Regions from separate parts of the Sus scrofa genome. Here regions 2 and 3 are each linked to region 1. A link is a contact called in public HiChIP or PLAC-seq data. All regions are on one chromosome and are shown on one strand. Each heading gives the region's core, a stretch centred on a gene start, on an enhancer-like site or on the middle of the called end of the contact. The rest is flanking DNA. Distances are from core to core; before and after follow the strand shown.

Region 1 (2,783 bases), core at 201-2,700:
AAACAATGATCATATTACGTGAAAAAAAAATTTTTAAAGGAGATTTCCTATTAACTTTTAAAGTATAAAAGCTGTGAACTATTCCTATCAATCAGGGTCTTAAATAAAAAAGACTATTACATTTTGATAACTAAAATACCTTGATCTTTGACTGAAAAGTAAGTTTGATCTTTAGTTTTTTCTGCAGAATTGTTTTTAGAGCAGATAAATGTACTTAATTGCAAAGATCTTTAGAAAAAAGAGAATAAGTAGCTATTGAAATGTGAAGAGCCGAACTGAAAACAAATAAAATAAAAGTCAAAGTGCCAAACCCTTACGCTTTCCTCTTTTACAAAGTTTAAATTTGGATTTTCATAGCCAGTGGAGAAAAATATTCATCATAGCTATCACCATCATTGTACAAAAGGAAGCACCACGTCAAAGGGTGGGAATAGAAAAACAGCTACAGTGGAATTTGTCAATGAAGCTTTCCTATCCCCACCCCACCACCACAGAGAGTCAGTAAAGCTCAGTAACTTCATCGTCTGTTATCTGTCCGTTTACAGGCAGACTTATTACGATTCCTTAAGAAAGGACATTTTCTGTAATGGTATCAGAAAAGACATTCTTACAAAATGCTGTTTTCTCAACTATTTGCTGAAGCTGATCCAGGTCACTTAGACTGCATTGTCTTGTCTGGCAGACTAAGACCCCCATCCCTCTCTTCTCTTTCTCACAGAGATAGCAGGATGACCAGGGATGGTAGGTGAGAATCCAGAGATTTTTTTTTTTTCCTTTTTAATTTATAGAAAGTAAAACCTAGGATTATCATAATATCTCCTGGGTATTTTTGTTTGGGAGTAAACTACAAACTAGTAAGATTTCATGAAAATAATGAAACCATCCAATGAAAATTTAGCATTTCTTTCCAATACCTCTTTTTCAGTTCGACGTGTATAACCGAGTATGTGTCTCTTGTGGTCTCGATTACATCCGGTGTTTTTAGCTGGCAGCATTTCCTCTGTTGAGGCCCCACTTGATTTGCCAGGCTTCATTTCTGTGAATATAAAGAGAGAAAACCAAGTTATATGAGAGAGTGAAATTAAAAAAAAAAAATTATGTGCTAGGCTAACACTGACTTTTGAAGCAACAAACAGCAAAAGGGGGGGGGCACTAAATCTGTTATAAATAAACTGGTCATCTGATTATTAAAAATGCATAGGCTCCAAAAATACTTGGAAAGTCTTATAGCCATCTTTTAACTGTCCCACATGTTTTCTCTTGAATATTTATAAAAACCCAAATTAACGAAAAAACAGAGACCAAAAAATCCCCTCCCATGTCGTTGCACAGATTTGGAATAATGAAAGTGAATTTGCAATTCTTAAAATGGTGTTTTCATCCAGTTCTCATAGAAGTGTTTTTGGAACAGTGGTCTGTACTAACAGCTGTATTCAATCTTGAGTAAAAGTCACTTCCTGAAGAGAATGAAATTCAACTTAACACGCAAACTTGCCGGGGACATAATCCTGTGGGGTGGGTGTACTATGTGATTATGAAACTGGACATAGGCACCCTGCTGAGGTGATTTCTTGTAAATAATACACAGCAGAAACCGTTAATCAGTGTCAGTGCTTTGAACTGAGGATTTACTGATCTAAAAGCATTGCTTATTCATATGCAAAACCATCTTAATTTTCCAGAATTGTGCTCTTTGGTATTCTGAAAATATAATTCCCTTCTGGAATTGTACTTATATGGAATCTATGTCTTTATCTACCTAGACACATTCATACATATATAAACATACCTACATGTGTTTATATATATATTGGGGCCTTCTCGGGAATTTAAAATTATTGTGTCATTCTTGAGTTTCAGGCAAATTTTTTTCCAACTTTTTATATTCGGTCATTCATCCATTTACTGTAGTGAACCTAACTGAAATAGAATTTTTGTTCCTGGCCTCATAAGTTGATTACATATACATATGTATATGTGTGTATATCTACACACATATGTATGAGGTACAATTTTAGCTATTTAATATCTATTTAAAAAATATTTCTTAGGTAGGTATTACTGACTTTTTCTCTCCTAGGTATTGTACTTTATTTTAAAGAAAATACTGTATCAGTATAACTTGGCTATTGTTAAACCTTAATAGAATCATACTTTAGATGGAAAAGTTTTTACTGAATCACTTTTCTTTATGGATCACTCTTTTGTTGTCTAAACAATGAGTGCATAGTTTTCAGTCAAAACTATCAAATTGAAATAAAAAAATCTAACGCATTAAGCCATAATTAACACATAACCATACATAAAAATTACAGCCTTCTCAATTTGTCAAAATCAAAACCATTTCCTGCTTTACTTTGGTAGCAAAGAAGGAGCTAGGCTTTTTTGATTTCTTGACAAATCTCTTAAGTTGTCTTTGAAGACCTTTGTTTATAATGTCTCCATGCATTCTTGTCTTCTTGACATGCTCCCTTCCCTCCAGTGAGATACTAATTAAAGAGAGGCCACTGTGACCCTAGATTGTTTAAAAGTCACCAGGAATGGGGCAGCAGCACAAATCTGGGCAGGAAGTGCTCACTCCTAAAATATAACACAACCCTTAAGACCATCTTATCAAAAAATCTGTTGACTTCTAATAGCCCAAAAAAATGCTTCCTTTGATTTAAAACATACACACTTGAAAACCAAACTAGAATCTCTAATAAAACTTACTTAGTGGATACATCATATATACACTTTTTAGAATTTGCAACAAATAACATCTTATATAATGAATAATAGTT
Region 2 (3,022 bases), core at 115-2,614, 330 kb before region 1:
GTCCCACTTGACCATGGGGACTTTGATCCTTTTTATATATTATTAAATTTGGTTTGCTAATATTTTGTTGAGGATTTTTGCCTGTATATCAAAGATATTGGACTGTAATTTTCTCTCTCTTTTTTTGTAATGTCTTTGTTTGGTCTGGGTATCAGGGTAGTAGTGGCATTGTGCAATGAATTTGAAAGTCTTCCCTTCTCTTCAATTTTTTGGAATAGTTTGAGAAGGATAGATATTAGTTCTTCTTTATATGTTTGGCAAAATTCCCTTAGGAAGCCATCTAGTCCTGGATTTTTGTTTGCTGCGAGCTTTTTTAAATTACAAATTCAATTTCATTACTAGTGATCTGTCTGTTCAAATTGTCCGTTTCTTCCTGATTCAGTTTTAGAAGGTTATATGTTTCTAGAATTTTTTTTTTCTTTTTATGGCTGCACCTGCGACATGTGGAAGTTGCTGGGCCAGGGGTCAAATTGGAACTGTAGCTGTGGCCTACGCCACAGCCATGGTAACACCAGATCAGAGGCGCATCTGTGATCTGTGCTGCAGCTTCAAAGCAAGATCCTTAACCCACTGAGTGATGCCAGGGATCTAATTCACATCCTCCAGAGATAATATCAGGTCTTTAACCCACTGAGTCACAACAGGAATCCCTGTTTCTAGAAATTTTTTTTAGCATTTCTTCTAGCCTGTCCAATTTGTTGGCATATCTGTTCATAATGTTCTCTCTCTCTTTTTTTTTTTGTATTTCTTTGTTATTAGTTGTTATTTCTCCTCTTTCACTTCTTATTTCTTATTTTCTTTTTTCATTTTCTTGTTTTAAAAGTAATTTTATATGGGTTGTACTTCATCCCTAAATATATCAGCATGCATTTCCTAAGAGTAAAGACACTTTCTACATATTCACAATAACATTAAAGCAATAATTCAAAGTAATTCTTAATACTTCCAATACCCAGTCCGTTTCCTAATTTCCTCATGTGTCTCCAAATTTTTTTTTATAGATTTTTATCCTAAATTAGGATAGAGTCTTTACAATCTCTTTGCATCTGGAACATGCCCCAAACATTTCTTTTCATACTATTGAAAATACCCAACATAAAATGCCCCAAATTCTGCAATTGTCTGATTATTTTCTCTTTATGTCTTTTAATCTCCACTATATTTTCTACAAGGAAATTTTGGGAAATGCTTATAGTTTCTTAGGTCCTTTCAGGGAATGAAGAGCTAGTATATTTCATGAAAAGGCTTAAATAGATTCATCTAAAACTTTTTTGGTTAAAATATTTCATAGTCAATGCCATATCCTTCATATTGCTTCATCAGGAGACTTGTAAATAACAGGGCTACCCTCCTATGAGCGATCCTAGGTTTGATGACTGGGTTGAGGTGGTGACCTCCAGCTCTCTCCAGTATAAAGATGCAATGTTTTCCTATGTTGCTAGCAAATAATCTGTGGTGTAATGCTTTGGAATTGACCACATATCCTGTTTCTCAACAACCCGACATCTGATGGTTTTAACAACCATTGAATGTTCTTTGCCTGAAACAATTATTCCATTGCAGGTTGCAAAATGGCAATTTTTCTTTTTTTTCTCATTCCTCCATGTCTGTTTCCTGGGATTCTTCTGTAAAGAAGAGTGTTTTCTCAACAACTTGAGGTGAATAACCGTTACTCCTAGAATTTTTTTAAAAGCACGTCAAATGCTTAATTCATTTTCATTTGTTACCAATTTTCAGAGTAATGTATTAATGTTAGACACTATCAAAAGACAGCAAAACAGTTTTTTTTCTGTTTCTTTCTTTTTCTCCCTCCTTCCCTCCCTTTCTCTTTCTCTCTTTCTCCCACCCACCCCTTTTTTCTTTCTTTCTTCTTTTCCTTTTTTAATTTTCTTCCTTGAGTTTCCTGGGGGGTCATAGGTTATTATTTACATTAATTATTCTTTATACATCATAACCTATGACCTCACATTGATTAAAATTTAGCTACTGGAAAATTTTCTGTCTTATTGTCATGTCCTCACTAGTATGTTGGATCCTCCTGATTTTCTAGCAAAAGACACCCAGAACCACCTAATATCCTGCTCTCAGCCGTTCCCTAAGGCCTTGGCTGCTTTTTGTAGGGAATAATATTTAGAAACTGAAGTCTGGAGTTCCTGTGATGGCTCAGCAGAAACAAATCCGACTAGGAACCATGAGGTTGTGGGTTCGATCCCTGACCTCGCTCAGTGGGTCAAGGATCCAGCGTTGTCATGGGCTGTGGTGTAGGTCACAGATGTGGCTTGGATCTGGCATTGCTGTGGCCCTGGCATAGGCCAGCAGGTGTAGCTATGATTAGACCTCTATCCTGGGAAACTCCACATGCCGTGGGTGTGGCTCTAAAAAGCAAAAAAAAAAAGAAAAGAAATTGAAGTCTGAGGTATGGTCATTGCTTCTGAAGTCCTTTCAGTGAATGAACAGCTAGTATATTTCATGAAAAGGTTTATTTTATTTTATTTTTTTTATAATTTTTTAATTTTCCCGCTGTACAGCAAGGGGGTCAGGTTATCCTTACATGTATACATTACAATTACATTTTTTCCCCCACCCTTTCTTCTGTTGCAACATGAGTATCTAGACAAAGTTCTCAATGCTATTCAGCAGGATCTCCTTGTAAATCTATTCTAAGTTATGTCTGATAAGCCCAAGCTCCCATCCCTCCCACTCCCTCCCCCTCCCATCAGGCAGCCACAAATCTCTTCTCCAAGTCCATGCTTTTCTTTTCTGAGGAGATGTTCATTTGTGCTGGATATTAGATTCCAGTTATAAGTGATATCATATGGTATTTGTCTTTGTCTTTCTGGCTCATTTCACTCAGGATGAGATTCTCTAGTTCCATCCATGTTGCTGCAAATGGCATTATGTCATTCTTTTTTATGGCTGAGTAGTATTCCATTGTGTATATATACACCACATCTTCCAAATCCAATCATCTGTCGATGGACATTTGGGTTGTTTCCATGTCCTGGCTATTGTGAATAGGGCT
Region 3 (3,234 bases), core at 170-2,669, 400 kb before region 1:
CCCACATCATCCACAAGGCTAAATCTTTCCTGACTTGCCTCTGTGCTCCCTATATGCTCGGTTTACACAATTCCTATACCTGTGTCTTTCTCATTAAACTGTAGCTTCCTGAGAGTAGGATGGTAGTTTCTTTATCCCTACGTCCCTGACTGTTGGGGAAATGAACCAACAGTTTGTCTGTCAGAGGTACTTCAATGACAAACAAGCTCAATCTTCTGGTGGGAGATTAGTAATTTTTTATTAAAATTTTTTATTATAGTTGATTTACAATGTTCTATCAATTTCTGCTATACAGCAAAGTGACTCAGTCATACATATTCTTTTTCTCACTTTATCCTCCAACATGTTCCATCACAAGTGACTAGATATAGTTCCCTTTAGATTAGCAAATTTTTTTTTTTTTTTTTTTTTTTTTGCAGATTAGGAACTGTTTAATCAAAATTTATTGAGCACCTAATATACACCAGGCAGTGTGTTAGGCTCAGAAGACAAATCATCAGTGCAAAAACAGTCCATCCCAGGGAATCTTTGCTGTACAGCTCCAGGGGCACCGATCACACCATGTGCCCAGTGCAGCCTGGGGTTGTGCCCCAAGGCCCACGTGGCCCTCACTGGGGGCCCCAGATGCGTCCCTTCCTCAAACTGCCATAAATCATATGATTTCATGTACCCAAATAAACGAACATGTTAGGTCTGCACAGGCCCCCTGAAGGCTTGGCACGTGTTTGACATTACCCCCTCCCACTGGTAGATTCAGAACCAATTGCAGCGGGAAGTTAGTGAGGTCACAGGGGAAGGACAGGAGCATGTGCCCTTTTAAAGAATCGTTTTCAGCACTCTCCGCATCCCCAGCCCCGCAACCTAAGTATTGTCATCTCAGGCAGGATAGCTTTGTAACATTCTGAACTTGCAGCTCTTGCGTGTTTTCTTCCTTCTTTTGCTCTCTGGGAAAGGAGGGGACGCGCTGTCCAGCCCCCGCGTCCTTGGCGATGTGAGCCAGACCCCCGATGCTGTGCACCTACTCTCTCCTCCCTTCTCTTCTCTTTTGTTTGCGGTTCCTCCCAATCATCTTTCATAAAATGTCTTAACATCGTAGGAGGTTTCTAGTGGATCCATATACTTGTGCTTTCAAAACAACATTTCATCTCCCTGACTCACAGGCGGAGTGGAAAAAAAAACACACCAAAACAAACCCCTACACATTTGAAATAATCCACAAGGAAAGCCTGCATTGGAAATCATATTGCCATATAATTATCCTGTTTACAATCCCTCGTACATCTTTTCTCATAGAAAAATGCAGATTTGGAAACAAAGCAGGAAAAAGATGCCAGAAAACCCTGGCAAGGCTCTGACCGCTGCCTGCCTAGGAATGGCCGCAGAGGGAGAGAAATGTGTTTGCAATTAGGGCTGCCCAGAGCAGGTCCGATTACATCTGCAGGCGGCCAAGCTGAAGAGATTTCCAGAGTGAACTTGTCCTGTGGGCCCAAGTGGATCCGAGGCAAGGTAGGCTAGAGCCATTATGAGGAAATAAATGGGGCCCCCACCTCCTGGTCTCCTGTTCCCCTTTGCTGGTCTCCCTCCTACCTCTTGAATGGAGAGGAACCAAATCACCATCATTTGAGGCCCTCTTACATTATCCTTCACAAGGGTGTCCTGTGTTTTTCAGCAATAGAACAGAAAGGGGAGAAATAAAACTGTTGTGAAGTGGTCTCCATCCTACGTGTCTTGGACAGAAGGACCAGGGATGTTAAAGACATCTAGCAAGGCTCTGAAGCACCCAAAGCTTCACCATCATGGGACCTGGTTCAGTATCTATGCTGTGTTTTCAGGTCCTCCAGGTGCCCACCTTGTACCCGTCAGTCCCCACCAATCTGGGAGGATAGCTAGCTTTACCCACTCTCAAGGGGTAAAGCTAGGAGTTCTCTGCAAAGAGTCAAACCTATCAAGGTGTTGCTCCCTTGCCATAATTTTCCTAGCACAAAAATGCTCCACCAAACCTGCTGCCACTCTCTCAAGGCGAGGACAAAAACACACACAATTTTGAGCTTTCCATTATGTCCTGATATACCTGTTGGGTTTTAGTTTCAGTGTGTGTGTGTGTGTGTGTGTGTGTGTGTGTGTGTGTGTGTGTTCTGTCCCACATGTTCTTCTTGAGACAGAATGCAGGTCTGATAATCATTCAGAAATTAATCCTCTGCCCTCATTTCCCTGACCATGCACTTGCTCTGAGCCTTTTCAAATGCTTTTAAACCTTTTTAATCAATTACAACACATTATAATACTACTTTGTATGTTGGGTTCCTAAAGCCTTGTGAGAGGTATCAATAATTTCACACACACACACACAAAACACCCCCCCACACACGCACACAAACGACCACACACACAAAACACCTCCCACACACACGCACACAAACGACCACTACTACTGCTGACTTAAAGATGTGGAAATTAAGATAGTGATTTTAAAAGGATTAACACTTCTCTAATAGTCTACCTTTTATTTCCAGTTGGCTTATTAGCTGGTTCTTTAGCGAACATAGCCTATTTTAGCCATCTACGGTGTGTTTCTACATACAAACAATTTTTTGTGTACATTTTTCATTCAGAAGGTCATTTTGAAAATTGTGTCTCTAATAGTATGCCCAGATAATACAAGACCCAAATTGGGATATTTAAGAGTAGCGAGGCACTATTTACAATTCTTCTGGGACAGTAGCCATAAACTGACACTGTCATAGACAGATCAGTTTGTATGTTCTCCTTGTTCTTAAGTGACTTGTCTAAATTTATGGACCTGTGGTCAACAGGACTCTCTGGGTTGCAAAACTCTATTTTTTACACAATCTTGCCTTCCCCTGTGACCTTGTCTGACATTGCTGCCCAGAATCTTTCCCCAGACCCACAAAAAGGACACAGTAAGGAGAGGTCCTGTGATTTCAAACCCAAGTCCCTATGTTTATTAGGAATATCCTCATGGTTTCTGGTGGTCTGGACTAGGTATCCAGGACAGTCTGGGAAAAAAAATATTGAGAGGATGATTTTAGGGAACTTTGTTGTATAATCACCAGAAAAGGGGATGTTTACAACTGGAGGGGCAGCCAAAGCCCTTTGTAAGTCAACCCCTATCAAAAATGTCCAGTTTTTTTGCCCACCCTTTAGCCTTTTTTTCACGTTTTCTCAAATGAAACAGTCTTGAGGACTTTATATCTTGATTTGGGCAGACACACT

The links. HiChIP or PLAC-seq counts read pairs in DNA pulled down with a chosen protein or histone mark.
Region 2: an H3K27ac HiChIP or PLAC-seq map of alveolar macrophages shows a contact between it and region 1. The contact joins two enhancer-like sites. A contact is called at or near these places in 1 of 47 Hi-C or Micro-C datasets (embryonic fibroblasts) and 1 of 2 datasets of contacts at active chromatin or transcription factors (alveolar macrophages).
Region 3: a contact with region 1 is called in an H3K27ac HiChIP or PLAC-seq map of skeletal muscle, with 6 times the contacts expected there. The contact joins two enhancer-like sites.

What each region holds. Positions count from the first base shown.
Region 1 is chr15:67,337,903-67,340,685 of Sscrofa11.1, reverse strand. The region is part of intron 1 of RBMS1 (RNA-binding motif, single-stranded-interacting protein 1); the gene reads left to right. Among named protein-coding and RNA genes, the nearest start is that of RBMS1, 70 kb to the left of the region's middle. Within about 2 kb of position 1,450, at least 28 of the 83 cell types and tissues checked have an H3K27ac peak or open chromatin away from gene starts, as enhancers often do. A contact at or near this core is called in alveolar macrophages and skeletal muscle, where this site is marked.
Region 2 is chr15:67,666,228-67,669,249 of Sscrofa11.1, reverse strand. No RefSeq gene overlaps it. Among named protein-coding and RNA genes, the nearest start is that of RBMS1, 260 kb to the right of the region's middle. Within about 2 kb of position 1,364, at least 7 of the 83 cell types and tissues checked have an H3K27ac peak or open chromatin away from gene starts, as enhancers often do. A contact at or near this core is called in alveolar macrophages, where this site is marked.
Region 3 is chr15:67,736,261-67,739,494 of Sscrofa11.1, reverse strand. No RefSeq gene overlaps it. Among named protein-coding and RNA genes, the nearest start is that of TANK, 230 kb to the left of the region's middle. Within about 2 kb of position 1,419, at least 19 of the 83 cell types and tissues checked have an H3K27ac peak or open chromatin away from gene starts, as enhancers often do. A contact at or near this core is called in skeletal muscle, where this site is marked.